Linked DNA regions of Mus musculus: regions 2, 3 and 4 are each linked to region 1. The links are chromatin contacts, called in public Hi-C, HiChIP or PLAC-seq and Micro-C maps. All regions are on one chromosome and are shown on one strand. The core of a region is the stretch at or near the end of the contact, and the rest is flanking DNA. Distances in the headings are between cores, read along the strand shown. Region 1 has its middle 110 kb from the start of Gm40948. Region 2 has its middle 48 kb from the start of Gm33041. Region 3 has its middle 59 kb from the start of 4921525O09Rik. Region 4 overlaps 4921525O09Rik (RIKEN cDNA 4921525O09 gene).

What was found. Hi-C and Micro-C count contacts between places; a contact is called where the count stands out from the background. HiChIP or PLAC-seq counts read pairs in DNA pulled down with a chosen protein or histone mark.
Region 2: a Micro-C map of muscle stem cells shows a contact between it and region 1, with 2.6 times the contacts expected there. The contact joins two enhancer-like sites. A contact is called at or near these places in 1 of 15 datasets of contacts at CTCF or cohesin (CD8 T cells), 8 of 484 Hi-C or Micro-C datasets (the HL-1 cell line, the N1E-115 cell line, bone marrow-derived macrophages and 4 more) and 7 of 115 datasets of contacts at active chromatin or transcription factors (cardiomyocytes, differentiating embryonic stem cells, embryonic stem cells and 3 more).
Region 3: a contact with region 1 is called in a Hi-C map of myocytes, with 2.9 times the contacts expected there. The contact joins two enhancer-like sites. A contact is called at or near these places in 1 of 15 datasets of contacts at CTCF or cohesin (CD8 T cells), 3 of 484 Hi-C or Micro-C datasets (embryonic fibroblasts, myocytes and nephron progenitors), 6 of 115 datasets of contacts at active chromatin or transcription factors (effector CD8 T cells, embryonic basal ganglia, fibro-adipogenic progenitors and 3 more) and 1 of 9 other capture datasets (embryonic stem cells).
Region 4: a contact with region 1 is called in a FOXA1 HiChIP or PLAC-seq map of pancreatic cancer cells. The contact joins two enhancer-like sites. A contact is called at or near these places in 4 of 484 Hi-C or Micro-C datasets (the 3T3-L1 cell line, bone marrow-derived macrophages, nephron progenitors and 1 more), 1 of 115 datasets of contacts at active chromatin or transcription factors (pancreatic cancer cells) and 1 of 9 other capture datasets (liver).

What each region holds. Positions count from the first base shown.
Region 1 is chr13:51,971,433-51,978,857 of GRCm38.p6, reverse strand. No RefSeq gene overlaps it. Among named protein-coding and RNA genes, the nearest start is that of Gm40948, 110 kb to the left of the region's middle. Within about 2 kb of position 2,852, at least 181 of the 459 cell types and tissues checked have an H3K27ac peak or open chromatin away from gene starts, as enhancers often do. A contact at or near this core is called in muscle stem cells, myocytes, pancreatic cancer cells and 1 more, where this site is marked.
Region 2 is chr13:52,170,913-52,178,337 of GRCm38.p6, reverse strand. No RefSeq gene overlaps it. Among named protein-coding and RNA genes, the nearest start is that of Gm33041, 48 kb to the left of the region's middle. Within about 2 kb of position 2,512, at least 14 of the 459 cell types and tissues checked have an H3K27ac peak or open chromatin away from gene starts, as enhancers often do. A contact at or near this core is called in muscle stem cells and trophoblast stem cells, where this site is marked.
Region 3 is chr13:52,152,244-52,159,668 of GRCm38.p6, reverse strand. No RefSeq gene overlaps it. Among named protein-coding and RNA genes, the nearest start is that of 4921525O09Rik, 59 kb to the right of the region's middle. Within about 2 kb of position 4,043, at least 116 of the 459 cell types and tissues checked have an H3K27ac peak or open chromatin away from gene starts, as enhancers often do. A contact at or near this core is called in myocytes, where this site is marked.
Region 4 is chr13:52,111,642-52,119,066 of GRCm38.p6, reverse strand. 4921525O09Rik (RIKEN cDNA 4921525O09 gene) reads right to left here. Exons shown (of 8, transcript NR_045061.1): 4 at 376-900. Among named protein-coding and RNA genes, the nearest start is that of 4921525O09Rik, 19 kb to the right of the region's middle. Within about 2 kb of position 4,371, at least 65 of the 459 cell types and tissues checked have an H3K27ac peak or open chromatin away from gene starts, as enhancers often do. A contact at or near this core is called in pancreatic cancer cells, where this site is marked.

The DNA of each region.
Region 1 (7,425 bases), core at 1,603-4,102:
ACCCTCTGCGGGTCACATATCAGATATCCTGCATAGCAGATATTTATATTACGATTCATAACAGTAGCAAAATTACAGTTATAAAGTAGCAATGAAAGTAATTTTATGGTCACCGCACCATGAGGAACTGTGTTAGAGCGTCACAGCAGTAGGAAGGTTGAGAACCACTGATAAAAGAGAAACCAGACAGGAAGTAGACCAGGCTATTCTAGGCCTCAAGACTCACCTTTAGTAACCAGCTCCCTCCAGCAAGGCCCTTCTTCTTAAAGATTCCACAACCCCTCACTCCCACCCCCCACCCAGCAACACCACCATCTGAGGACCAATTGTTCAGACACATGAACCTGTGGTGGGAAGTTTCACGTTCAGATTTTTAGCCAAACCAACATGCAGTCTGTGAAGGCCTCCTGTGAGCCTGTGTCTCCGACGCATACCCCACTCAGAACATCCATGGCCCACTCTGGGAAAATATCAAATCCATTTCAGAGATTGGTAAGCCCTGGTGCTTCAGACCACTGGGACCTCAGAGGAACAGGTGAGGGGAAAGGTTGATGTTACGTCAGCTTATCTGAGCTGATAGGTGCCCTGATGTCCGAGAATGCATCGCTTCTGGGTACATGTGGAAAGACATTGCTGGAAAGATGAGTGCTGGAGAAATGAGTACTGGAATCAGTAGAACACCTCAAGACTGCAGGTGCTGACCACCTTCATGGAGGACAAGGGCTGAGGGAGAGGTGCTGTATTTGACCTGAGCTCCCAATTCTGTCTTTAGACTTCGGTGTCCTGGTTCTCAGACCTTCTTGCGGTCCTTACAGAGAACCAGAGTCTGGTTTCCAGCGCCCCCGTCAGGTGGCTCACTACTACTTGTGATTCCAGCTACAAGAAATCTGGCGCCCTCCTCTGGCCTCCGTGGTACCTACACTCATGTTCATAACCACAGTATCAGTTCATAACCACAGTTCAGTATCAGGCCTTCAGTAAGATATGGTATCCATCATCACTACACTGGACATTGACTCTCCAAGTCTCTACTTCCCATAATCCCCTACCCCCCTCCTCTGGTTATCTGTTTGCCTGTCTATACATGTGCATGTTCTCTCTCTCTCTCTCTCTCTCTCTCTCTCTCTCACACACACACACACACACACACACACACACACCAGATGGACAAGACCCACAGTGATGTGTGGGTACTATAGATGAGAATCAGAGTCCCAGAGCACCCACTGAGGGAAGGGGGATTCCAGTGCACCTATTGATATATTAGCTTCCTGTGTCTGTGACTGCAGACAATAAATTGGACCAAGGACACAGAGATGACGTGGTGCTTAAGAGTGACTAGGAGACAGCTCAGCAGTTCAGAGCACTTGCGGTCCTTACAGAGAACCAGAGTCTGGTTTCCAGCGCCCCTGTCAGGTGGCTCACTACTACTTGTGATTCCAGCTACAAGAAATCTGGCGCCCTCCTCTGGCCTCCGTGGTACCTATACTCATGTTCATAACCACAGACACACACCATTTTAAACATAAAATAAGAAGTAGAAAGATAACTTGCTACGAAAGGGAAAGCACCCCTGAGACTAGGGTACAAGTGAGCCAGTGAGCCAAAGGTAAAGCTTGGGCCACAGGGCACCAGACCTTTCTAGGACATTACACAGCTTCTTGCCCATGCTTCGTTTGTGGGTGAAGTATGGGTGAGAAAGGACTTCCATTCTTTTTCTGCAAACTAAGTGTGCTCCATTTGTTGTCTGATGCCAGGTGGGAAAGAGCTTCCTTTGTATGCTAATCTTGATACAGATTTGTTCTACCACCAGGGTTGTGCAGGGCCCTGGCAGCAGCTGCTCCAGCGTGAAGCCTCCCTTCTCCTTCTGGGGCCAGCTACAAGGAAGACTGTTGTGAAAGTGACCTAGAAAAGCCACTTTGACCCAGGTAGGAAAGGCAGGGAGGAGAGGGAAGCTGCTGCAGGCTCTGAGCAAATTGTCAGTCCGCCCTCTGTCCCCTCTAGCAGCAGGAACAAGTCCTGCTGTCACCTTCTCTGTGTCAGCTTTCTGCTAAGGCCTAAGGCAGCCCGTGGCTCCAATATTTAACCCTGCCAGCTGGAGCTCCCCAGTCTTCCTTTCTTCCTTGGCATCTCACTGCTGAAGGCCTGCCCATTCCCAAGACCGACCCTCCCCAGAGTCACTGTCCCCAGACCCCCTTCTCCAATAACCATCAGCGAAACAATAAAAATCCTATTCATGTTGGAGGTGAAGTCAGATTACATCTCAGCCTGCTTGCCTCTAAAACCTGTTTTAATCTAAAGGATCCTTAAGGAGGCTGGCAGCTGGCCAGCAGAGTGACCATGGATGGGGACAGCAAGTAGTCCTCAGGATACTTTAAGGCCTCGCCTTGCACACCAGCCCCACAGCACTGGGTGCCTTTCAATTGGTTCTGAGAGTTCTCGAAGGCCAAAGGCCTGCAGGGCAGGCATGAGGGTCTGTGTCCACAGGAAGGGGGGGGGGGGCAAGCTTCTGCACAGCTGGAGTGTGCTGATAAGAGTCTTACCAGGGCAGGGCGGGTCCCCTGGGTGCATGCATGCTCTCCCTCTGCCTCCTGGCTTCTTCATACTTTGTCCCCTGCCACCACCATAAAGTACAGTGTGACCTGTCACATTCCAGAGCTGTGGCCTGGAGCCACCCAGCCCTTCGTATTGGCAAAGGAAGGGCTGGGCCACACAGCTGCTAAAAATGGCTGCTTCAGCCTTCCTACCCCAAAGAGTACATGCTGACATTCCTGCCATAGTTGAGGAAGGTCCAGCCCTGCTCCAGTTTGTGGCAGCTGCTCCCCAGGGCTCCCCTAGTCTGCAGTAGCTCCGCCCAGGCCTCCCTGCATTCCTCAAACTCCAGTCAGAAGCCTCTGTTTGCAGGAGCTGGGAGCCCACCAGGCAGAGGACGCTCAATGCTCCCTGGTCCCATGAGAGTCGGGGACAGGCATGTCACAGGCATGCCTCCTCCCAAAGAGAGGTAGTAAACCACCAAATGCCAGCCTCACTGCTGAGGTAGAGAAACTGGATCTGAGAATGCCTGTGCCATGCTACCCTTACCCAAAGTCCAGCAGAGTCTGACTCCAGGATTACCATCTCCTGGTTTATGAGTGAGTTATCTTCTGACATCTCACTGCTTTGGAAGGTGAAGAGGCACAGGTTTTTCTTCCTGGGGTGAGCCCGAGAATCAGCACACGCCTCTCCAGACATACCGGTGTGTGGCTTGCTTCCTCCAAGGTCTCTGGGGAGCAGGGAACTCAGCTGGGTCTCCAACCCACGCCCTGGCCCAGCCTTGTGGTAGAACTGGAGTCAGGCGCCATTGAAGCGGAGTTGGCGGCCTTCCCTGGTTGGGAAGAGGGCTTCATTGGGTGAGTCCCACAGACCAGGGTGCCCCTGGGGCTTGTAGACCAGAGCAGAGTTAGGAGCCCCGCCAAGCCTCCTCTCCAACGACACCAAAATTATCCTGTCGCTCCTAGGGCTGTGGTAAACTTTACAAAACTCTTTGAAGTTCAAACTGTGCCTGCCCACAAAAGGGGCTCAGCAGCCAAACTGTCTTACAGGGCAATTAAGATGTTGTCTGCAGGTATCAGGCTGTCTGCAGGGTTTGCTGGCACTCAAGACGGGTCTGCAAGAAGGTCAGGCACAGCCAGGGCAGTGGCCACAGGCCTGGCATAGGGGCCGCAGCTGAAGAAAATGACCCTGGAGGATGCCAGAGCCATTGCTGGGACACACACAGTCTCCTTCCCACCTGCACCTTGGTCTCAGGCCACACACCTGAGCTCCAGTGCTTTGATGGCCTGCCTGCCTTTGTGGGCGGTGTGAGCCTCAGCTCCAGGCAAAGCTGTAAGAGCTGATTCTGTTTGCTTTTTATCAGAGAGCTGAGGAAGGAGTTGAAAGCTGGGGCTCAGGTCTTTCAAATAAAACCTGCGAGACTGGGGAGGGAAGAAGACCACCACAAGTCCTGAAAGAGAGCCAACATGTGTCTGCAGCCTCCAGGGTTCTTGGCTGGGCTGGGCTGGCAGCTAGCTTCATAGTGCACTGGGAACCCTGTTTGGGGGATTGGGCTGTGGCTTCATTGAGATCCAGTCAGGAGCCTAAGTATGAAAACCAAAGTGCGGCCTCTCCTGTTCTGCATCAAAGCTCGGGCTGGCTGCACACTACCTGAGCCTTCTCCACTGAGAGCCCTGTCTGCCTGGGAACTGGCTGCATGAGTGGTGCCCTGGGCTAGGCAGGTTAGGTAGCAATGCTACCAGACGGATGCAAAGGGGGACCCAGAGGAAACTCAAGCAGCTGCAGTGTAGACCAACACACAGACTGACTCACCTCCAAACGGGCACACCTGTAGTTGCAGAAAGAACAGAATAACCCACCAATCCTCAGGAGGAGCACCTGCCCCCCCCCAGCCCCCCACCCCCCCACCCCCACCCCGCACCTGGGAAACTCCCTCCTGGACCAGCACCTACTCAGGGCTGCTTGCCAAAGCTGCATTTGTGTGTTTGGTCAGAAGGAGGCCCTCCGGTGGCACTGCTAGGCCAGGTTCCCGAAGCTCATGACCACATGGAACCATGAAGACCTGGGCGACCCGTGCTCACACCTGACCAAGAACACTGTGTCCCATTCAAAACAACTTAGTCCAGGCACCTGCTAGGTGTGGGCCACACAAGAGAGTACTGCACCCTGCCCTTAGCATCTCCCACACACTGAGCTGAGGGCCACCTTGGCCAGCAGCCTCGCTGATTCTTTATACCGAGGTAAGGTATACATGATATATACTATGTTATGGTTTGTGTATGTGTATATACTATTTTATATACTATGTTATGGTTTGTGTATGTGCATGTTCATGTGGGTGTGCATATGTGGCACGGGTGGGTGCAGACCATTACTCCTCAATATTTTTGGAGATACTATCTCCCACTGAACCAACACAGAGTTCGCCAATTCAGCAAATGAGCTCACCAGGCATCCCCCTGTCCCTGTCTCCCCAGTGCTCTGAGTGTAGATGTTTACCACTGTGCCCTCTGTTTTATGTGCATGCTAGCATCTGAACTCAGATTTTTATGCTCCTGAAGCAAGCAGCTTACCAACTGAGCTATGTCTGCACCCCGCCCCCACCTCCTAGCCATTTCTAAATACATAGACCAATGGCTGTAAGCATATCCGAAGCCGCTGACGTCATCCACCCCTAGAACTGTTTCCCAAACTGAAGCCAAGGCCTTATTAAACACCGGCTCCCCTCCCCCACACGCCCTGTAAATCACTCTCCTTTCTGTCTATGAATTTACCTACTTTTAAAACTTCGTGGAACGGAGCCAGATGGAATTAATTCTCTTCTGGTCTTTTCTTGGGAGAAAGGTCCTTTTTTAAGACGATCCGGTCAAATCGGTGCAGTTATTTTACTTGATTTTCTGTATTTTTCTCCATTTACATATGGTAAAGGCAATAACTCCAGCTCTTTGAGTTGTAAAGTCTATTGTAAAATAGGATGAAGTCCCACTACAGTTAGTTCTTAGAAAGATTTTATGCCCAGTCCCCCCGCCCCACAACAACTCCCCAGAGCTACACCTTCACATCCACACCCTCAATGCAACTATTCCATCCGCCGAGTCACTCTTCTGAGAATGGCTGCTGCTGACCTACCGCGGCTCAGGGCTAAGATTTTCCTACTTTATGACCACGATGGAATTCGGTGGAAACTGCACTTGGTATTTGGAATTTGGATCTTTTCTCTCACTAGCCACGTGCTGTGTGATTTGGGGGGTTGATATGCCAGGCTGTGGTGTCAATGGTATCTTCCAAAGATACCATAGCTGCCCCAAGAACAGGTAAGGTTCCCCCACAGCATCCCACATTCACCAAGTTATGTGAGATATTTGGCACTCCGTTGTAAGCAGGCTTTGTTTGCCGCAGCTTGGCTGGACAGGGCGGGGGGGGGGGGGGTGGGGGGGGGGCTGACAGAAGTGTTCTCAGCATGTGGAGGGAATGAGGTAAAAGCTCCAGTTTCTGGCAAGTGACTAATTCTCTGCACATTCTCCATTCCTGATGCATTCAGTGGTGTGAGGACAGCTAGCTGCACTTGGAGCCATGTAGTCTTTGAGACTGGCTGCTCCTCCAGGTCACTTGTATGTCAGTAGCTAGTTCTTCCTATCCTTGCTTGGTAACAGCCCTTGTTCTTGCACGGAGTCTGCCCTGTTCTCTCTGTCCATCCGGGCCCCACCTGCGTTCTCAAGGGCCTTTCCTGTAGGCTGTGTGCCAAAGCTCCCTTTCCTTTTGTGGATGATTCTAAGTGTATGTTTCTAAAGCATCCAGGATTCACTCACTCCCATACAGTGGACCCTGGGGTGGAGGACAGGATGCTTGTAAGGGAAAAGTGACTCCTCACAGGTCCTCGGTGGCAGGAGGCCATGCCATGAAGAACCCCACTGGAGGCCCCAGGGAAAGGTCAGGAGGTAGGAGTGAGGCAAACAGCATGGAGATTCTTGATTGTGGCCTCCTTGGGAAGGAACCTGTCAGACAGGGTGAACAGGCTCTTGGGCAGAGATGTCCCTGTTGTCTGCTACCTGGACCCACACAAGGAGAGCATCGCTATAGTGGCTCAGTGTGGACAAGCTTGAGACAGGAGATACTGGGGAGTGGAGGGATTGGTTGGTTGACAAGAGGCCTTTTCCTAGCTAGGGCTATGTGTCTCTGCAGGATCAGCGAGGCCTCACACCGCAAAGTCTTGGAGGATAGGAAACATAGTTGACACACACATGTACACGGCATTTCTTTATCTATCCGTGATGAGAGCATATCCATCCATTGATATGCTCCGTTTGTATCTGCCTCTCGGCTGCTGCTGGTGGGAACAGGCAGGCAGACATCAGCTCCAGTTCTGGGCAGCCTTCCTATTTCTAGATGTTTGTATTTGTGTCAGAAAGAGGGAGGGTGTGTGCTTGTGCAAGTGCACAAGCGTGGGGAGCCCTGAAGGGACCCTCTCATGTCCTCATCACTTTTTCTTGGAGTCAAGGTCTCTCACTGGCTCAGAACTGACCAAATAGTCCAGCCTGGCTGACCTGAGAAATCCAGGGAGCCTCCCACCTGTCTCTGTCTCCCCAACACTGGAATAACAGCTGCACACCAGCACACCTGGCTTTTTGATAAAAAGGGGTTTGGGGACTGCACACAGGTCCTCAAGCACTTTACCATCAGTCTTAAGGTTTCTATTCCTGCACAAACATCTTGACCAGGAAGCAAGTTGGGGAGGAAAGGGTTTATTCAGCTTACACTTCCACATTGCTGTTCATCACCAAAGGAAGTCAGGACAGGAACTCAAGCAGGTCAGGAAGCAGGAGCTGATGCAGAGGCCATGGAGGGATGTTCCTTACTGGCTTGCTTCCCCTGGCTTGCTCAGCTTGCTTTCTT
Region 2 (7,425 bases), core at 1,263-3,762, 200 kb before region 1:
CTATATAGAGAAACATTGTATTGAAACAAAAACAAACAAAAAATAAGTAAAAGAGTAATTTGTTGTATTATATAAAGTCTTAGGCTAGAATGGTATTCTGCAAGGACTACCAATTTAGTCTGATGAAGTTGCCAGCTGTTTTTGCTAGGGCTATGGTTTTTTTTTATAGTCACTGTAACTGGGAACTCCCAGAGAAGGCAGGATGGGAACCTAAACATGTCTTCAAGTCCTTATGCCTGCCTGCTTGAAAAGATCTCCATATTGCCTTTTGCTCTTTCCATCAAAGTTACCAAGGCTCTGTGTGTGTGTGTGTATGTGTGTGTATGTGTGTGTTGTATGTGTGTGTATGTGTGTATGTATATGTGTGTATGTGTGTGTGTGTATGTGTGTGTATGTACGTGTGTGTATATATGTGTGTATGTACATGTGTCTGTATGTATGTGTGTGTGTACATGTATGTGTATGTATGTGTGTGTGTGTGTGCGCGCTTGAGTACACACTTTACCAACTCAACCATCTCCCCAGCCCTCAAGGTCTTCATAGTTTTAAGAGCAAATACCTAGAGAGATACAGTGTGTCCCTAACTGTTTTAGTCAGCTAGTTAATACCAATGCCTCTAAGGTTATCTGCACCAAGCTTGCCCACATGCAACGGTGTGCTAAGTGTGAGGAAGAGAGCCAGCATCCCATTACTGTCCCAGAGAACCTTTGAGACACAGATGGAGTTCCTGGCAATACAGGAACCTGGGAGAATGTGTCTGGAGCATGAACACCTTGCGACGGAAGCTCCTCAGAAGAATGACAGTCTAAGGGCATTTAGAGTCTCTTAAAGCAGCAATGTGGCTGGAAACTGAGAAGGACCTGCTGCTCGCTGGCTTGTACAAGCTCATACTCAGGTAGCTTCCATGCGTGACCCAGGACCAGGCCTAGGGAATGATACTGCCCACATTCAGCTGGCCCTCCTACAGCAATGAACAATCAAGACAGTGCTCTACAGGCCAGTTTGATCTAGGGAATTTCTCAGTTGAGGCTCTCTTCATGAGCACTTCCTAGGTTGTGTCAAGTTATATATATCAGTTAAGACTATCCAGGACAACACACACACACACACACACACACACACACACACACACACACACTATAACTCAATTATAATATCCACAGTTAATTAACATATTGCTTACCATGTTCAGTAAACCCTTTATCTGTAGATCTTTGAGGATGTCTGAACTAACCTCTTGTTGGTTTTCATAGGTCCCCAGCCAATTGCCATGAATACTCCTGATGGATCAGGTGGCTAACAAAACCAGGTCTAACCTAAAATAGAATCTCTGGTAAGTATTCTGGGCAGATAGATCAGTGACCTGGGGGGACTTAGGTTTCAGAGGGGTCAGCTAGCTGACCAAATCCTGATGCCTCACTTAGCACAACTCAGCTGCATGCCCCCTTCGACCCCAGAAAGTGCCACTGTGCTCACTGTCCCACAAGACATCTTCTCATTTTGAAATCAGACTCAGCAAGAGACACCTGGAACAGAAACTTTCTCGGCCACAGAAACACTTCAAACATGTTTGCATAACACTAGGTTCTGTAAACATGAGGCAGTGCCTGCTGTTGTGTCAGGGGCTACTGGATCATTTGAATTGTGGATATACACACAGCCAGGGGTCCACTGAGGTCACACAGCAGTATCTGCCATTGCTGTGTGTGAGATGTAGGATGCTCTCAGTAGACTCTTGGCAAAGAAACCTATTTATTCTATTAGCCAGGGCAACTAAACACACTTGACCTCATAGCCTCACATCTTATTTTTCTGAAACTCGTGTTACATCCCCTGCATCAGAGACATACACTGTGGGATTTGCTGTGTCACATAGTTACAAAATCCTCCAGCTTAGGGCTCTTGGAAGCTAAAATCCAAATCCTAACAACGTCCTTAAAGTTCTCACTGAGTAGAAAGCTCTGGCCCCTAAATATTTCATCTTTCTCTTTTTAATACATTTTGCAGGGTATATGTATAAATGTTTGTGCACGTTTATGTGTGAAGGCGCACATGTCAGCATGTACATTCCCAAGTGTGCATGCACAGGTAGAGGCCAGAGGTCAACCTCAGATGTTGTTCCTTGAGGAACATCTGTGGGAAGTGAGACCCTCATTCCCATAAAGAGACTAGTAAAAGTGAAGGAGTTTTTGATATAACATTCTGCAAAAAGGAGAACCAATATCGAGGAAAGGCAAAAACTACCTCCTTCCCAGCCCAATTTTAATTTTTATAGGAGAGCACTGAGCAGTTGAAGAGTGACCACACGTTTAGAAATTGAAAGGTGCACACACGTTTTTGTTTGCACATGCAACAGCTGGGCAGAGCAAAGGCTCCCTGTAGACAGTGCCTACTTCAGCAGCTGCTCTCTCCCACCAGTAGGCAGGTGGCTGGAATGGCATGCAGTATAGTCTCCTGTCCAGTGCCACCAGGGATCAAGAAGAGCAGCTGTTGTTCATTCCAGTCCCATGCTGATACAGCTCAGAGGCATTTCTGGAGAGTTCTGTGAGTGAGTCACTGGCTTCCCAGAATCCCAGTATTGGTGACTCTGCTCAATTCCCTAACAGCCATTCCATCCTCAGTCCATTTAAACCTATTGTATAGCAATTCCCTCTGAGTTGAAACAGTCTTTCCAGGAAGAATCTAGGAGGCTCAAGAGACTCCGAAGATAAACAACTCACAAGCCTTAAGGAAGTTCCTGAAACTAACAAGTTTCACAAGGCCCTGACCTAAGGTTTTAGAAAACAGAAAACAATGGGTGGAGACATAAGACTCTGAACAACATAGCTGCCTGAAAAGTCACATTGGGATGTCCAGAGATGAAGCTTTCTATGAGCTTTTATACATGCTGAGCTGATTTTTTTCTTTTTTTCTCTTTTCTTTTTTAAAGATTTGTTTATTCTATGTATATGAGCACACTGTAGCTGTCTTCAGACACACCAGAAAGGGGCATCAGGTCCCACTGAGGTGGTTGTGAGCCACCATGTGGTTGCTGGGAATTGAACTCAGGACCTTTTGGAAGCACAGTCAGTGCTCTTAACCACTGAGCCATCTCTCCAGCCCCCGATTTTGTTTTTCATGATGATACCACCTTTAAGCCATCCATGCTTCTGTAAGAAACTGCTTACTTCATGGTTGGCCATGCTGGACTTTGGTGGAATAATTGCTTTGGTTTGTTTTTGTCAGTGTCTTATCTAAGGTGAGAAGACATTTTTTACATAGTCCCAGGAAAAGTCACATGACAAATCTAACAGTGAAAACCCACTCTTCTCATGGGTCACCACCAGAGAATGGATATGTGGCCTGTTCTGGCCCATTAAAGGAAAGCATGCAACTGTGGGTAAAGGGACTCGGGCCACCTCGAGTGTTACAGGCATGGCTCTGCCAGGCCTTGCCCTTCTTCCCAATTTCCTCCACCCTGCTGAAAAATGTTAGGTTATATCCCTAAAGCTAGCCCCTCAAAGTCTATTCCCTTCTTTGGCTACTTCTTCCTGAGGCTGGCCACCAAGGTCTAGCTATCAAAGTATTGAAGTCCAGCAATCAAATTCCCCCACCCCTGTGGCTCACGTAATTAACATGCCCAATTAAAGTTAAATACTTCATCTTAACATGGGGTTTCCCTTTATAAACTGCCATCTGCCTATGTTCCACTGTCTCCTCTCTATCCAGAGGCAGTCCTTTGTCCCCTGAAGAAATATCCGCCTCCCTTGTTCTCTTCCCCTTCTCCCTTGTCTTCTATCTTTTCCCTTTGCCCTTTGTCCCTCTGGGGTAAATAAATCTTTGTGCTGAGAACTTGGTCTTGGGTGTCCTGAGCAGATACCAATCTCTTACAGTAAATATTTTTATCAAAGCCAATGGCTTTCTTTGGACTTGCTATAAAATAGCTCAGGGACAGAGATTTATAGATTGGGCAACTTATTTAAACAACAACCATACAAGAAGGATGGAAACAGCTGAAAAACTGAAGAATCTGTGTTGCAATGTGGTCTCCAACAAGGCCCCATCCAAACCAGCTCCAGGTCTGAGGTGGCCTTTAGAAAGAGTTACACATGGAATCATTTTCTTCCTATGTCTCTGGTCGTGGCTGTTAATTCGTGAGCACATGTGTCTTGGTAGGTAAAGAGCACACTGACGTAGGCCATCCCTTGTATATGAACATGCCCTGGGTTTTTGTGACCCTCTCTCTGGATGGACTTCTCAATTGAGCCACCAGTAGCCAGTTCTTGCAGCAGCTTGGGAAAGCAGGAGCACTGTCTAGGTAGTTTTGTGGGTACTATGGTCCACTGCTGTGTTCCCCTGTCCTGCTCAGCCCCAGTGGCTTAATGCAAGTCTTTTCTGTAGGCATCTCCTCTTATACTTTAGCTAGTCTTTCTGTGAGAACAAGTTGAGAATGGAAGATGGTACCATGGCTGGAATCTCTCCAACTCTTCTCCGGGCCATACCTGATGCTTTGCCTATCCCTCCCAACTGTCCTCTCCCAGGTTCTCAGCACTCATATCTCATGCTTCTGCTGGCTTAGGTAACTGGTGATACACAGGCTAGTCCTTTGACATGAGTATTTATTCAGTCATTGCCTTGTCTAGTTAAATAAAGGATAACCAAGCAGAAGCTGTAACAAGTATCTAGGATCCAGGCCCTTCCTTCTGTGCCCCACCAAAGTTGTCTCTTCTAGGAATAATAGAGCAGTTACCTATACAAGGTACTGCCTCCTTTCCGTGTCTCCTGGTCCACTGATGTCAAAGACTCACATTGGTGGGGCATCTGACAACACTTAACTTTAATGGGACCCTTATTATGTATGGTTGTAGTGTTCCCCTCTGTGCAATAGAGACCTCTCTATTCAAAGACCCTAGAAATGCAGAAAGGGAAGTAAGTGTAAATGATTCCATAAGAAGGTAATGGATAGGGTATAACATCTACTTCTTCTCCCACGTCTACAGTGAGAAACAATAATCCTCACTCCATGATAGATTACTAGACATTCATGCAGGTAGAACAAGACGGTTTCTTTTATGGCTTTGCAAGACCAGGCATCAGCCTAGAGTGGCTGGCACTCTGCTAGAGTTCAGAACACAGTTTATAAATCCCGATACATGACCCTTCGTCCCTTTCCGCTCACTGCGTAAACAGGAGGTACAATCTTACACTTCACCCAAGTCTCCTGTTTCCTTATGTTGCTATGTTTGTCTTTTTTTTTTTTTTTCTCTCCACGAAAAAAGTGTGTGGGCTCATCTCTATGTTTTACATCCTGTTTATTTCAGAGTATATTAGAGCCGGAGAGATGGCTTACAGGTTAAGAGCACTTGCTGTTCTTCCAAAGAACCTGAAGTGGTTTTTGTTCTCCTCAGCACCCATGTCAGACATTTCATAGCTACCTCTAACTCCAACACCAGGGGATCTGATGCCCTCCTCTGACCTCCATAAACACCCACACTCACATGGCGGACACAGATACAAATAACAAGGTCAAGTAAAGCGTATCAGAAGCACAACATTGCTGGCAAGCTTGGCTGCTGGAGATTTGCTAATCTTTAATTTAGGCAAAGGGGTACATAGAGGACTTTGGAGAATAGCTAGACTAGAAGATACTAGAAAGGGTGTGGAGTTTTCTGTTCATTTGGAGCTGGACCTAAGCTGGCTCATAGAACCTGTAAAACAGATTTTATTCCTCAAAGTACCTAGATTTGATCCCCTTGCTCTGGGAACCTGGTGCTGTGAGATAAACAGTCATGGGCTTAGGGTATCCACTTCAAACTGAAGAGTGTGCTATGTGACCCATAGTCACCAAGTCATCACCAATGTAGGCCTTTTCAAATCTGTCTAACTCTGCCATTTGGTCATCAGTTCTTCTTTTGTGGTAAGTGAAGGTCAAGGGACTCCAGGTCTGTGTTTCGTGCTCCCTCCTCTGCTGTTGACTGGGTTCCTTAGTCAGAGGAGAATACACAGTTATTTCTTGAAAGTCATCACATCATCTTGCTGGGCCAGGTCTTATAGTCAGAAAGGCAAACCTATAAGTAGTATATAGACCAATGTCAAACAAGCAATCATCTTTCCTTCTTGCCAATGGATCCAATTCTCTGACCTGACATCAGGAAGCTATCTGGTCTACCTATCTGAGAGATGGTACTGTGTTCTAGCATCTGGTTGGTGTTTCACAAGTGCCAGACGATAAGGCATCTTTAGTTAGAGGGAAGTTCTATTAGGCTCATGTATAGCCTTTGTCTGCTTTTTATTGTGACTTGCTCCAGGCTCCACAACATGTCCTTTTCTACAAAGGTATGGCTAGTGCCACCTGTGTGGAGGAGTGTGGGACAGATGCATGTTGCAAGTCAACAACACGCCATTCTGTACCTGCTGCAGAGCTCTCGTCTGCTTTGGGCTTTACTCACAGATGACAACCTTTTGTGTCATTCAGGATATTGACCAGAGAAGGATAAATCTGGCATATCCTGCATCCAGAAACTTCTTCCTTGGGGCTGACACAAAAATGTCAATAGTGTGCCTCTTTTATGGGTCATCTTGACATACTCTACATCACTGGAGGCTGAATTTACTCATCTTCTGAATTATGTTTGTCTTGCAAGATCTCAGATTTCCTCTGCATCTCTTCATCATGAGAGTTAAGCCTGGTACTTCCACTATAGCAGACCAGAGTGAGCACACAGCTCAAATGGACCAGGTCCCTCTGGACTCTGTTAGGAGAGGGGTGACAGAGTGCTTTAGTATCTGAAAGAAGCAACTGAAGAAAGGAAGGCTTCTTTGGCTCACAGCTCAACAGTGCTGTGATCAGTGCTAGGGGAACATGGCAACACATTGTGTCCACAGTCAGGAAGCAGAACTAGATGGACTCTGGTGCTTATATTGATGTCTCCCCTCCTCCATCTTCTTCAGGCTAGGATCCCTGGGACATCCATGGGATGGTGCAGAGCATTCAATAGGAGGAGCCTTTCTTCCTTGGTTAATGCCCTCCCAGACCCTTTCTGAGGTGTGTTTCCAAGGGAATACAAAGATCCAAGCAAGTTAACAATGAAGATTAACTGTAGCAGAGAGCAACAGCCAGGGAGCATCTTTTGTCATCCCACTGTCTGTGTTGCAAAGGTAGAGTTATTTCTGAACTTCCTTATAGAAATGGAAGGAGAGAGAATTCATCAGTATGGAGGCTGAGTTCTGTGATTTTCTATGCTTGGTGCTGCTTCATCTGCTTAGAGATTGACACGTCTATTCTAGCAGCTTCCGTTAGGGTATTCTTTGATGGAATGTGAACTGTCCCTCCATCATCTATGAGGAACTCTCCAGTGCGTTAAAGGCTCCCATGAGAGTGCGCCCTTCAGATCTCTGAGTGTGACACTAAGCTGTCATTCTCCCTATATTTCTGATGAACTCTTC
Region 3 (7,425 bases), core at 2,794-5,293, 180 kb before region 1:
GCATCATTGCACAAAGGCTGAAGTCCTAGACTGAGTGAACAGAAGAAACGAGCTAAGAGAGAGCGTTCACCTCTCTCTGCTTTCTGATTGCAGAGGCAATGTGATCGGCGGTCTCACACTCCTGCCGTGCCTTCCCCACCATGATGGACTGTACCCTTAACTGTGAGCCAATAAACCCTTCTTCTTTTAAGTTAGTCTTAAGATATCTCCATAGACTAACATAGTATTTCATCTCACTAATGCAAAAAGTCCCTAATAAACATATGTTTAATCAAAATATATGTTCAAAAGAATCCTAGTCATAGGTTTCAAATAAATCCTAGCTTCCAAATAAATAAAGTACCCACGAGTGACACAGAAATCCACACAGAGTGTTACAAAATATCTGAGCGTCCACTAACACTTGGGTGTAAGGCTCTTTGCTCTGATGATCATCTGCCCCTGTGGCACCCTTAGCTTCCTGTTCTGCTCTGTGCTGTCTGGTTCAGTGACCTGGGTTCTGGTTCATAAGAATTTTTGTGGGTTCTCCTAAAGTATTCCCAAGGTGAGAATGGGCCTGGCACAGAGGGATACCACTGCCTACAACCTACAACCTACAGCCCACTGCCCACTGCCCACTGCCCACTACCTACTACCTACAACCTACAACCTATTACCTACAGGTGCCTACAGTCCTAACTGGAGAGCAGCTCTGTCCATTTCACTAAGTCCAGGATCTAGGAGGTCAACATCCTCAAGCTATAGGAAAAGAGGTGATGCTGCAGACGAACCTCAGTCGGGTCCTCGATCTGCAGGAAAACTCAGGGTTCTGGTTACAGGCAAGCAAGGAGTTGGTGCTGATGACAAACAGACACAGACACAGAGAGAGTGCATATCTGAATGTAATTTTTCTAAGCAAGCAAAGTGTGTATGGGAGTAACTTGGCTATTGTCCTAAGTAATTACTATGTAGACTAGCCCTGAGATTTCTAGCTCTATTCAAGTAAATTGTGATGCCTGATTACTTTCACTGTCTCTACTAGAGGTAAATTTGAATGTTACTGAATAGGTAACCTTCTTACTGAATTCCAAGCTCAAGGTCAGCTCAAGGACTTCCTAGGACATTGGAACACTGGCGAAGGCTTAGCTGTATGTCAAAATCAATCCTTAAAGGCACTTATAATAAAACAATACTGAAAGAGAGCAGACAGATCCATACACCAAACTAACTCCAGGATAGGTTTGGAGCATATGTGCTATGGGAATGCCAAGGTTCCAGGAAGCTAAGTTTCCATGAAACTCTTTGCCTTGGGACTGCTTCCAGGCTTCTAGGCCTGTCACGCGAGTCACTACATGAGTGGATGTAGCAAGGTGAGGTTCTGCACAAGGTTTCATGGCCACAGACATGAGGCTGGAACAGGCATGCCTTAACTTGCTTTCTGCCTTGTGAGAGTTGTTTTGTCCAGACTGTAGGCCCATACGTAGTATATATAGGAGTACCAGCATGGGGCTGAGTTGTTCATCTGAGCTGTACACTGACTCTTGCTCCCTGTGTTTTACTCTAGGATTTTAGATGGTATCCTAGGTCATACTATGGGGTCCCCTGCCTAGCCTAGGTTTCCTGGTGCTGTTTTGAAATTAAATATTCTTTCAAAGAGAACTTGAAATCTTGTCTTTCTGTAGCAACACTTTGTGTTCCCTTCCTAAGGGGCAACCTGGGTTACAGGAAGACAGTGGAAAGTCCTAGAGGCTTCTGGAATATTCTGGAATACATCAAAAAATCTAGAGGGAGAAATGCCGTGAGCTGCTGGGGAAAAGGGTTCTTCCGAAACACTTCCTCCCACTGTATGATGGACATTCTTCATTGTCAGTTTGACTACATCTTCCTCCCACTGTATGATGGACATTCTTCATTGTCAGTTTGACTACATCTGGAAAAAACTACAATCCAGAAATGAAGGGAACACCTGGGAGGTGAATCTATATCTAGTCTAGACCTTTGAAGTAGAGAGATACTCACCTTTGATCTGGACCTTGAGGCAGGAAGACACACCTATAATCCATGCCACACCTGCTGGAAGCCTATATAAATTCATGGAAGAAGAAAGCTTTTGCTCTTTGCCTGCTTGCTCTTGTCTTGGTAGCAAGTCCATTCCTTCATTGGCATTAGAGCCTATTTCTCTGGAACTCTAGCATCTACTGAAGACCAACTGAGACATCCAGCCTTGGGAACGGATTAACTATTGGATTCTTGGGGTTCCCATTCATAGTCTGACATTGTTGGATTAGTTGGATCATAGTCTGTAAGTGATTCCAATAAATCACACACACACACACACACACACACACACACACACACACACACATACACATGTATACACATACATACACATGTGTGCATATGTGTGTCCCATATATAAATTCTGCTATTCTGGAAAACCCTAACTAATACATATAGTGGGTGGTACATGCTTTTAATCCAAGCACTCAGGAGGCAGAGGCAGATTGAGCTCTATAAGTTTGTGGCCCATCTGGTCCACAGTGAGTTCTAAATCATCTAAGGCTACATAGCAAGACTTTAAATAAATAAAAAAGATGAACAAACAGAACAACAATAAAATAAATCCTTCCAAGAACACAAGTCCTGTCTATATTTATTCAGTGCTGTATCTCCCATGCCTGGAGGAAAGAGCCCGGACCCCAAATTCCATCCAGGCGTCTTTCCCGAGACCAAATACTACCTTTGCTTTAGGGGTTGAAGCTTCCCGCAAAGATAGAGTCCAGGCTTCTCAGGATCCCCACTGTGGACCCATAACTAGTGCCCCAGAGGCTGCGCCCCAACCCCACCCTAGCAGACATGTGCAGAGATGGACACTCCTATTCATCTGAGGCTTAGTCTAGATCTGTAATTTCAATTTCCTAAAGAAGGAAAGAGGCCACGAGACCCTTAGCCTATCCTCTTGTGATAGCTAAGGTCTACACCCATCCAATTAGCAGCCCAGGCGTGAACTCTTCTGTGTGAGAGAGCCCTGTCAGCCAAGGGAGCTGGAGCCCAAGAGGCTCTTTCTCCCTACCTGTTGAACTCTGAGACCCCTGCAGCTGCAGGTTCTGAGACATAAGACTCTCTAGCTCCACACCACAAACCTAGGGATTGGGGCTCCCCACTGGATGGAGACCCATCTCCCAAGCCCCCTGCATTCTTGTATACATCTCTGCAAGTGTGTGCCTGACACTGAAGGAGGCTGAGTAGTTCTGGCTGGACCTTGTAAGTTGTTTTACTTCCAGTGCCGGGGATTGAACTCAGGACCTCACGCATGCTAGGCAGGTTCTCTAAGGTCATCCTCAGCCCCCAAGAGCCACCGATGTAAAGGACAGAGGGATCCTAGGTAGAGCACACCTTCCCAGGTCGTCACTTCCCTCTGGCCTCTCCAGGCTTCTTAGAGAAAGACAATATAGCTGGATGTTACCTAACCCTAATTCTGTTGCTATGACATCTGGACTTCCAGACCTGACTCTAATCCTCATTAATTGGATCCCCAGCTTCCAAATGTTTCCTCTTGTTTCTCTAAGTCTCTCTGCAAGAGGAACGAACACCGCAAGTCAGTAGGCCTTCAGTTATATATAGGTCAGGAGGTTGTGGGTCAGTTCTGCAAACCGTTTATTGATTTACATTCTTACGTCTTCCTGGTCTCCTCTGAACACGTGTCACTTTCACTTTGAGAAAGAAAACTGTACATGCCTGCGCCACTCAAGTTAAACTTTGTCAGGAAGCTCCAAGAGCACTCTGTGAGTGTGGGTCTCAAAGTACCCAAGCTGGTAGAAGAACTCGGGCTTTGAGCCAACCAAAATCGTCCACTTGGCTATTTCAAGTCTTTTCCCCTTCTTCAGTACAGTGATGAGTGGCACCCGGATAAAGTTTTTGTTTACCAAAAGTTCCTCCCAGAATAGAAACTGCCCACAATATTTTTCTTGTGGAGGACATTTAGCGGGCCATGGTGTTCAGAGCTGATGCTTTCTGCTGTACAAAGCAGAGCTGGGTGTCACCTCTGGACTCTGCCAGAGGAGGCAAGGACCTTGTTCCTAACCAACCTTGGGACTCTCAGATCTCTGGAATGTTTCAGTACTGCCTGGTCTAAGTGAGTGTTTTGTTTGGTTGATTTTGTAACTTAAAGCTTGGGCAAGCTGTTCAGCTTCTTTTCTCCCTGCTAGCAGAAGCCAGCAAAAAGAAAATTATGACAGGGTCCCATGGGTGAGGATAGAATTTCCAACAAGCTAGTCTTTTAGGAGGGTGACCCATCTAGAGATGACAAATGGTCAGTCCCAAAGGCAGCAGCTGGCCTCACTGTAAATCCAGGTTCAGGGTCCTTTAAAGCATACACCTGTTGCAAGGGAGTCCCTGTCACAAGCCTGCAGCTGTGGGTGCCGTTTGCAGCCCGCTTATGTCAACACGCACCATGGGGCTGGTCAACGGGTGGCGTGAGGATCTGATGATGGATGCATTTTATGACAGCGCCTGTTGCCCGGCAGAAAAACACCCCGTATGATTTAATAGGACCACAGCAAATCCTAACAGCAAAACATTCATCTGGCGAAGGCTGCAGACTCTTACACAGCTCTTGCCAGGTTTCTATGGTGATGATGTTCATTGTAAGCACAGAACAAGCACCGATTCACAGTGTCCAGCAGAGGCTACAGTCTCCTCCACCCTCCTGCTTGCTTGCTGCAGGCAGCCGTGGCTTCCATGCTAAACGTGCACCCTGGAGTAAAATCAAGTCCCCTTGCACTCTCCGTCCCCCCAGAGAGGAGTGGAGCGTGCAGACACAAAGCAAACAGAGATGCTAGCAGGGTGTTGGGATGCACCAAATAAATGGTAACACCAATCTGTTCAGCTGATCACTGTTTTTATTCTTGCCCTCTTTATTAACATGGCTGAGGAAGCATACCACAGCTCATGGGTGGAGATCACAGGACAACCTCTGCTGGTCCTATTAAACCATACAGGGACTTTTTGCCTGAGACACTCTTACTGTCCCCTACTGCACACTCCAAGGCTAGCTGACCCTCACGCTTCTGTGGCTCCTTGTCTTAGCCTCCCATCTCACTGTAAGAATGCTGGGCTTACAGATGTGTCTGCTACTGCATCTGGCCCCTCTGATGCACCTTCAAGTTTAAAAACGTTAGCATTTTTGTGGACGGGGGTGGGGGTGGCTAGGTAAATTTCCAGATGAAGAGTTGTATTGAGGAATTTGTTCTCTGAGGGAATTTCAGAGCCATCTCTATGTACATTGTGATCCAATCTGGGACAATCTTGCAAACAGGGACAGCAAATCCCTGCCAAGATCTGGTGTGTGATCATTCAGGTCTCATCTGCTGCTTGCAAAATCCTGGGAAACTGGCCTGTTTGTCTGGAAGAACCAAGTGCTGTGCCAGCAGCAGACCCTGGCTCACAGCTCTGTTCAATACTGTTTGACATCCCTGCAACGTGATGGGTTCTCAGCTCTGCCACCAGGACTTCCAGTATGCGAGAGCCACTATGGATTCTTCTCTGTCACAGATGTGTCTTGTATAGCTGACAGGTCATCCCCAGCCTCTGAAACATCCCTGTTCTCATCACCATCATGATCTTATTAATAATAATACTAAAAGACCCTCCCCCACATACACACTTTTAAAAAAATGAAGTTCCTCTCTCTCCCTTATGCATCTTTAGCTCATCTAGGAAAAATGAATTTTAAACTGTTTGTAAGTCTATGTGGTTTACTTTGGCAGAGCTGTGGCTCAGAGCAGAACTGGGCAAGTCCCCCTGGGAAGACAATCAGCCAGGCTGCTGAGGGAAACAGGGATCTGCACCAGGCAGGAACATTTCTAGGCAAAGGGACTCTTGGACAGGACAATGTTTGATCTCAGAAGGTCAGCCCTCATACGCACAGGCAGAGGGCAGGCTGACGTCGCTCCCAGGTTTGAGCAAGGCCCTTCCAGGAAGCTGATTTGTTATTTTGGGCAGGGACAACGGAGGTTGATGTGTGTTGGGGGTAAGGTTTCCTACTGTGGGGTTCTGACAGTTCCTGATATTTTCATAAACAAGTCTTCAAATGTTGACCAACAGCAGCATGAAGAGTGGATTTCAACGCCATCGTGTCTGGAGGGATACGGAGTTGGGCAGAAGGCCGTCGCCACGCTGTGGCAATCTCTGCCCTTCTCTTGCATGTAGAATAAAGTGGAAAGACGGAGGGCAGGTCCTGGCTAACGTGTCCCTCCTCAGCTGCTCTCATGTGGCCCACAACCACAAACCAAGGAAGAAATCGCTTGTCAGTGTAAAAAAGAAACTTAAGAGTCATCCTTCATCCCTCGTTCCTTTTACAAAACTCTTTATGTAAAGTGACCAGAGACAATAAATAGGTACAATTCCCAGAACAAGAGAGCCAGGGGACCAGGCAGGGAGGGGACGGTCCACAGTCTCCAAAAGCCAGTTACGTCCTCTTACTTTCCAAAAGCCAAACCAGGCAGAACAAATATCAACTGAAATTGTGAAATAGGAGGAACATAATCACCCCCAGATCTGTAGACACAGTAAACCAGGCTCCCACCAAAGAATGTTTTAAAAACAAGCTTGGAAGGACTGGGACTTACTAAAACAGCTAGGAGATAGTTTGCTTCATCCCTCAAAACAAAACAAAATACCAACAATCACAACAACAACAACAACAACAACAACAATGACAACAACATAACCCTGCAAACCTCAGAAGAGCCCCCAAGATGTTGGCAGTGCAAACATGGCTCCTTATAATGGAGCCAGCAGGGTGAGGGAGTGTTTTCCTTCTCAAAGATTACACAGGAATTAAAGAGTTCCACTTTTGTGTTCTGGGCTTAGGGGCTGGAATTCTGTCACTGTCCTCTGACCCCAATGTGCCAGCCAAAGTTCCTCCCGTGGAGACTTGACACCAGGCTATGACCTTTCTGTGACTGCCCACGGTGACACCTAGATCCTTCTCCATCATCCTTGCTGTCCAGTCAGAAAGACAAGTGGGAGGTCCCCTCAGTCCCCAAATACAGCTGCCCCCAGCCAGGCCAAAGCAAAAGCTTGCCTCTGGGAACTACTCTCACCTACAGGAAGGAAGATGTGGTCTGCTTGACCTCAGGCCCCCAAGTTTGCTGCATAACTGAGTATTGAGTGCATGTGTGAGTGTGTGTGTGTGTGTGTGTGTGTGTGTGTGTGTGTGTGTTTCTGCATCCTGGCTGACCCTGTCCATTTTCTCAAAGATAACAGTGCTGACTCGGCACTATCATTATTGGAAGGGCAAGGAATCCATACAGCCTGTGAAGCACAGGGGAACACCGCCAGTGCTTTCTGTCTGGGTGCCTCTCTCTGGAAATCGCCAAGCTTGCAGGGGCTGCTCCTGCATACCTCCCAAGAAGTCAGACCACTTGCACGAAAGGCAGCCTC
Region 4 (7,425 bases), core at 3,122-5,621, 140 kb before region 1:
CCCTGCTGGACCACAGCTCTCTGCCTGATTCCTCACACCTGAGCCTATGTTCCCCTTTCCCCAAGCCCACATCCCTCCTCCCTCCTCCCACCTCCCTCCTCCCTCCTCCCTCCTCCCTCCCCCCTCCTCCCTCCTCCCTCTTTCTTCCCCCCTCTTGCCTCATTCCTTAGTCCCTGCTCACACCCTCTGCTCTCTGCTCCTGGCTCAACTTCCCCAGAGTTCACATTAGGGGGATGCAGAGGAAAAGCTCCCTCTCGGATCACAGACAGCATAGGGTCCGTGCCCTCTATACATGGGCCCATCCCGTCGGCAACTGGTCGTGCCTGTGCTGTGCTTCCCATGAGACCACAGTTCCCTCCCCTTGTTGTCTCTCACCTGGGAAATGTGCTGTTTTCCTCTGAGATAGAGAGGCAACAACATAGAGTGTGAAGCAAGTGACCAATCTGCACCCCACCTCCTTCCAGCCCCTTTGTCTAGTGGTGTGGGAGGCTGTGGGGGCCTCCTGGCTGCGGCCAGTGCTCACTGATGATAGAACCCAGTGACCAGTGATGGCTCTTCAGGGGATCTCCTCCTGTCGCTCTCCTCTTTTGTTCTCCTGTCCCGGGGAGGGTTCATGGAGATGATGTCATCAGGTGATGTTTCATTGGATCCCAAGTCAAAGCGGATCTCCTCCACAACATTGCAGCTGCTCACAGCATCCTCGGCTGCATGGTGTGGGGTTGGGTTGGAAGGACAGGCAGCACGGTAGGTCAGGTAAGCTGGGCCTTGAGCAGCCCTCCCTCCTTCCTTTCTCATCCACCTCCTGCAGTTGGTCCTTCCCAGACGAGATGAAAGTGGGAAAGAGGCAGATGGTAGGAGGACCTGTAGGGCTCATGTTTGAATGGCGCTTCACAAACTTCCCTGTTGGATGAAAAATGTGCCCATGGCTTAATCGGTATCTCAGTACAGTATATGTTCCTGTGACCTCATCAGGCTTTCTCTTTCCTACAGACTCCATGACTTTTTGGACTTTGTAGCTCACGGTGCCTATGGCTTCCACAATCTTGGCAATTGGAATTATTGGGGTGATCACTGGGAAAGCTGGTGGCAAGGCTTCATCACAGAGACTTAGCCATGGGAACCCCACGGGGATATCCTTTCCTCAGGACCTACAACAGACAGTAGGATAGAAGGGTTCCCCAGTTCTGACAGGCTTGGTGGTCTCAGGGGCCTGCGATTGGCTGGTGCAGATCTGAAAGGCTCAGTGTCTTGTATAGTGTAAACCCAGCAGCCATAGTGTAAATCAAGATGCCAGGACTCCACATGTCCATGGGGAGTCTATGACAGCCTGAGCCCTCCAATAGCTCTGGTGCTAAGTGAGAATGTGTGTGGCAGACTTCTTCTGAGATCTGGCCAGCAGTGACTTTTATGGCCATCCCCAAGTCTCAAAGTTCCATCATTTAAACACTGACTCCATCCCCCACCTATGGGCTCTAGCAACGAGCTCACCTTTCTGGGAGATCTGCCGTGGGCTCCAAGTATCTCAACCATTCTCGTCAGTGTTTGAGGCTAGGATGTCTCTGGTCCCAGGAAGTCACTTTATGAACCTTCCTCCCCAGCAGACAAGCATGTCAGTTGGCCTACCATCACTCACAAAGGCCCAAACGCAGCTTCTTGGCAAAGAAGGTTCAGTTGGGCTCACAGTTTTGGAAGCTTCGGTTCACACTCCACTCTTTCCATTGTTTGAGGCCCGAAGTGACACGTTATGGCCAGAGTATACAGTAGAACAAAACTCACTTCGCAACCAGGCAGCCAAAGGAAGAGGGTGGGGTGGGGGAGAGAGAATCTGGCAGGTGTGAAACATTGGGATTCTACAGCTCTCTCCCAGAGAATCCCTTCAGTGACTCAAAACGCTCTCACTGAACCCAGCTCCCAAAGGCTCTCCCATCTCAAGTGACAGACACAACTTTCCATGCTTGGGCTGGCTGGGCTGTTCTACAATCAAGCAAGATCAGTGCCTTCTGGGAGGATGGCTGAGATGCCCACCCTTGCTTTTTCCCTCCTGCCCTGAGCTGTTATAATACACTTGGAAGGCAGCCTGACAGCAGAGGTGACAGGGTTGTAGGAGAGCTGCCAAGGGCACGGCTCTCACTGGCACTATCTCTGAGATGCAGGCAGGCTCTTGGCCTGCTCCTCTCATAATTCTTTACCCACGGAATCCCACACAGCAGCTTTTGTAAAAAGCCGGAACACATCCCTCCAGGTCTTTTGCCTTTTGTGTGGCAAACTGTTTTATTTCCATTTCTTCTTCCCTTCAGAGTGCGTGACTTCCCCCAAATATGGAACCGGAGGTCAACTCTGCTTTAGACCAATGAAAAATTAGTTCCATATGTACGCTGCCCATGATTGAAGGAGCTACTACCAAAGAGTAGAGACTAAAACATCCATGAGCTGTGAAGCTGGTCAGCTGAGGATTCTCCTGGCTCACACGCAGTGCTAATTTCTACTTGATACAGCTTTCCCCTGGGAAGGAGGAGCTGTCGAGTCAGGGGATAGTAGTCTGTGTGTGGCTCCCGATGCCTGGGTGTGGAGAAAAATGCCTGTTTCTTAAACTCTCTATTCCCAGGACACACATTGCTTCAGACCCCCCTGAGTTCAATAGGACAGCTGGCGCCATAGCATTGGGCCACTCCACTGGGCCAGGAAGCATGAATTAAGGAAACAGCACACTTCCATTGGCCTAGAACCAATCCCAGGGACCCAGCCCAGTTTGATTTCATCCCCTGCATGGACTGGAGATACTTTACAGCACCCTCAGCTCCTCTAAAGACAAGCATAAGGAAGAGACAGGCAGGGAGTCAAAACACATTGCACAATGGGGTTGAAATATCCACATATACAAGTAGCTGGGTTTATACATTCATGATAAAGAGAGCTGATTGGGTGTTGAGAAGTGACCTGGTATGGAACACCAGTTCAAAGCTAACCCAGCAAATGGGCTGCAGAAGAGCTGCTCCCCCCCCCAGTCTAGTCTAGCCTGGTTCCTCTGACCCAAGGCTAGCCAAGGTCAGCCTCCCAGCTCCCAGTCTTCCCAGTATTTGGTCTTCCTAGCCTTGCAGCCCCCCACCGAGATTATCAACTCCCCTGAAGTGAGCTCTCTGCTGCTCAAGGCTTTGACACTTGAGTTCTAAGTCGTCCCTCATTCACCAGTGACACAGCCCACAAGGGGTGCTCATCAGACACCCTCGAAGAGCACTCCAAGTGGTCACATCTTGTCTCCAGTGTCCTTGACCTTCTATAGAAAGGACAAGACAGGAAGTGGAGGCCCCACCCTCGCAGTTTTGGGGGTGGAAACTGCTCCTTCGCACTAGGAAGTGACCTGCACCATGGAACCTCTCCTTGGCCGGGCTTCCCACTGGTGTGTACATCACCCAAAGTCCCTTGACTCCTGTCCCTTGTCTCTAATTGTTTGCTATCTTGAGCAGCTGCCAACCCCCAGAAAGCATGGCTTTTCACCAGGCAGGATCCCATGTGAACCAAATTTATGTCAGTAAGTGATGGTGAAGTTGTTGAGCTGCCCCACCTGGATTCCAAGCAGCGTAAAGAGTACTACGGGAGGATGAAGGCCATGCTGCCCAGTGGGATAGTGTGTTCAGGAGGGCAATGGAGACCACAGTGAGAAGAGGCTCTGGACTTCCTGAGCAAAAGCACCTCTGTCATGGGGAAGGCATATTTAGCCAGAGTTCAGATTCATAGGCAACAGAAGGGTGCCCATAAATGATGTGCTAAGACAACTTTGGAGTTTGGAAAACGGCATTGCTAAGATCCCTCGCTCAGTCACCCTGTGTGAGCACAAGCACGTGACATTTCTTCCTGACATGACAAATCCCTGAGGCAAGAAGGCTTATTCTGGCTCGCAGTCTGAAGGGACACAGGGCCTTTGTTGTGGTTAAGTCACTGCAGAAGGCATGGAAGGTATGGGTAATAGGGACAGGAAGCCAGCCGGTCACAACTGGCTGAGCCTAAACAGGAAGTGGTGCTGGGTTATAAACCTCAAGAGCCCGCCTCAGTGACTCATTTTCTCTAGCCAGGATCCACTTCCTAAAGGTTCCACAATATTCCCAAGTAACGTCCTCTCACGAGGAACAAATGTTCAAACACGTGAGCCTGGGGGACAGTTCACATCCAATCACAACAGCATCCCTCTCCCCAGCTCTGCTCCTCCATTTTATATACAGCATGTTTCTCTCCACTCAGGGGTTCAAGGCTCCCCGACAACACAGTTGGGCCGTGAGAGCAGAAAACCAAAGAGTAGATTTCAAGTTAGAACAGTCCATGGTAGCACATTGTTGGTAACATTTGCCAAGTAGAACTGAGGAGCCTCCAGGGAGGGAACACCCTTACCCCAGTGCCTCTCGCTGGAACCAAGTTCTGCAGAGGAGAACACTCTGTGCAGGGTTTCGCCTGCAGGCAAGTCACATCTTCCTGGCTTCTCACGTTTCCACCCAACAGCCTTTCCCTAAGAATGATTCATCCTTCGTGATCATATGCCAGAAAGATTTTACTGAAGGAACCCTGTTATAGCTGTCTCGTGTGAGGCTATGCCAGTGCCTGACAAATACAGAAGTGGATGCTCACAGTCTTCTATAGGATGGAACACAGGAAGCCCAATGGAGAAGCTAGAGAAAGCACCCAAGGAGCTGAAGGGGTCTGCAACCCTATAGGTGGAGCAACAATATGAACTAACCAGTAGCCCCAGAGCTCATATCTCTAGCTGCATATGTAGCAGAAGATGGCCTAGTCAGCCGTCACTGGGAAGAGAGGCCCCTTGGTATTGCAAACATTATAGGCCCATTCCCAGTACAGGGGAATGCCAGGGCCAAGAAGCAGGAGTGGGTGGGTAGGGGAGCAGGGCGGGGAGAGGGTATAGGGAACTTTCTGGATAGCATTTGAAATGTATATAAAGAAAATATCCAATAAAAGAATTTGGTTTGTAACTACAAAAAAAAAGATTCATCCTGTACTTCATCCAAAGGGGGGGGGGGGGACAGACACAAGAGCACGGAAGGGGCTCTGTGGACCCACTGTTACAAAGTGGGGCCCACCTGGACCTTCACCTGTACACTGGGGCAGGCTGCATCCTGGGAACCTATACTATGCAGCAGAAATAGGATTCCCTTCCTAGTTTTACAGGACCAGCAGAAATGACAGTTCCCACTCGGGAGCCAGCACTGCACGCTTGCCTCCTACCTGCTGCTGTTTATCTGCAGCCAGCCAGCAAGCTGCCAGCTCAGATGAGCAGGCTGCATGAGGACCAGGCAATTTCTCTTCTGGCACTAAAGGCAGAAAGGGAGGGGAGGAGCAGCCTAAGTGCTTTTGAGGCAGCACAAGCATGCCCGCGTGTGGTCAACGGCCCATGCTGTTAGCCACGGGAGAGACGTTTTGTACCAGCCTGTGCTCAGAATGGCTCAGCCCACTCCTGATCTGAGGACAATCTGGTCAGAGCACAAACCCTTGGTCTCTGTCGGTACCACTTCACTGGGAGTGGGCCCATCTTCCTCACAAATGGGGTTACTGCACTCTTCAGAGCCTGAGAGGAAAAGGAATGTTCTAGCTTGGGCTCCAGCTTCCTCTCCTCTCCCCAAAGCCCTGTAACCTCCCCCTCCTCTCTGTGCATGCATGTGTATGTATACTTGTGTATGTGCATGTATGTATGTATGTATGTATGTATGTGTGTGTGTGCCTGTGTACACGAGTCAATGATTACATGAATGTGTGCCCTTGTGTGTGCATGCACGGTCATGTGTGCAAGTGCCACGAGGCATATGGATGCCAGAGGACAACCTCCACTGTTAGCCCTCATCTTTCCCCTTGCCTGAGGCAGGGTCTCTTGGTATTTAGCACCATGGTAGCTGGCCTGACAGAGAGAGCTTCAGGGATTCTCCTGCCTCTCCTAGCTCGCCTGAGATGTGCTGCTCTTATAAATGCCAGCTACCACTACAAGGTTTTACATGGATTCTAAGGATCCAAACTTAGGTCCTTACACTCCAACTGTGTCCCCAGATCAAAGTCCTAATGGTACCTGTTTGCAAGAACGCACGTGAGTACACACACACACACACACACACACACACACACGGCCTTGACCTTGACCTAGGGCCCTTCCCCCTTGTGACCTTAGCACCTTCTTCTTTCACTGAGGGCTGCACCCAAGGCACCCTGTGCCTGCCTCTGCTCTCCTGTTTCCTCTGCTGCTCCCTTGCCTCTTACCTCACATCTGGATGGGAGGCTGGAGGCTTCCCAAAGATGCTCTGGGGCTCTTCCAGATGGGCAGTCTCCCAAATCCTTCATGTCCCCTGAATCTTTCTGATGTCATTCTTGCTCTTCGATGTCCTCTATCTGAGAGCAGGGTCTCTCTCCTCCCATCGCCTTGGCTCCCTGCCTAAGTAAGGAGTCACCAGTCGCCTAAGTCCCTGAAAACTCTAGTATCAACCTGAGTCTGTCTCCTGCATGCAGGGTAAACTTGGTGTGTGTCTTTTTCTAACAATCATTTTCTCTCCATGCAGTGGCTTGCTGCCACAAGAGCACCTTGGGGTTCCTCAGACCATTCTGTGATCCACCTGTTCATACATACCCTCTATTCCACCTCCATCTTACTACATCCCTCACATCTGCATGTTGATGTAGCCAAAGTAGCTTTGCATAGATGTGGGACCACTTAGCTTGCATTATGGGGGAAAGACTAGGTGTGTGTGGGGTGGGTGTATGTGTGTACGCACTCACGCACATATGTTCAGACGCACATGTGCATATCCTCACACAGCATACATATATGTGTAAACACACATGAATAAGTATATGGGAAAAGACACATAGAAACAGGGAAATAGAGATGGGAAACAGAGCTTGGTGAGGTCACTTCCCGTCCTCTAGTCCCGCCTTTCCTGAGGTAAGCAAGCAAGCTTTTATTCTTCCTCCAAGATTCTAAATTCAGACTGATATAAAACCCAAAAATGTTCTGAACAGCCTTAGGCACAGAAAAAAGTCCCAGCACTGAACAAACACATCCCCACGGGCACGCTCAGGAGAAAAGCAAGCAGCACGCAGCAGAACTGGGTTTGGCCTTGTGATGGCCTTGGATAGTCACTCTCACAGTCTACCTGCAATGCATGCTGAGAGGAAGAAAAGAGAGGCATGAGGGAACTTGTCAGAAAAGCAAGTGTGACCTCAAAGGTGCTTATTTAGCCACCCCCACCTTCCATCCCTCCCCTGGATAGCTGTCCCGAGTCATAAGAGGTTCCTGGCTAGGGGTGAAGCAAGGAGGGGAAGAGTCAGGTCCACAATGGTGAAAAGACCATTCTCTATTTGACTTATTCCCTGAGAGTATATCATGTCCCCTCAGAAGAGAGTCCCCACAGAGCATCCTCTTGATGACCCTGGCACCCT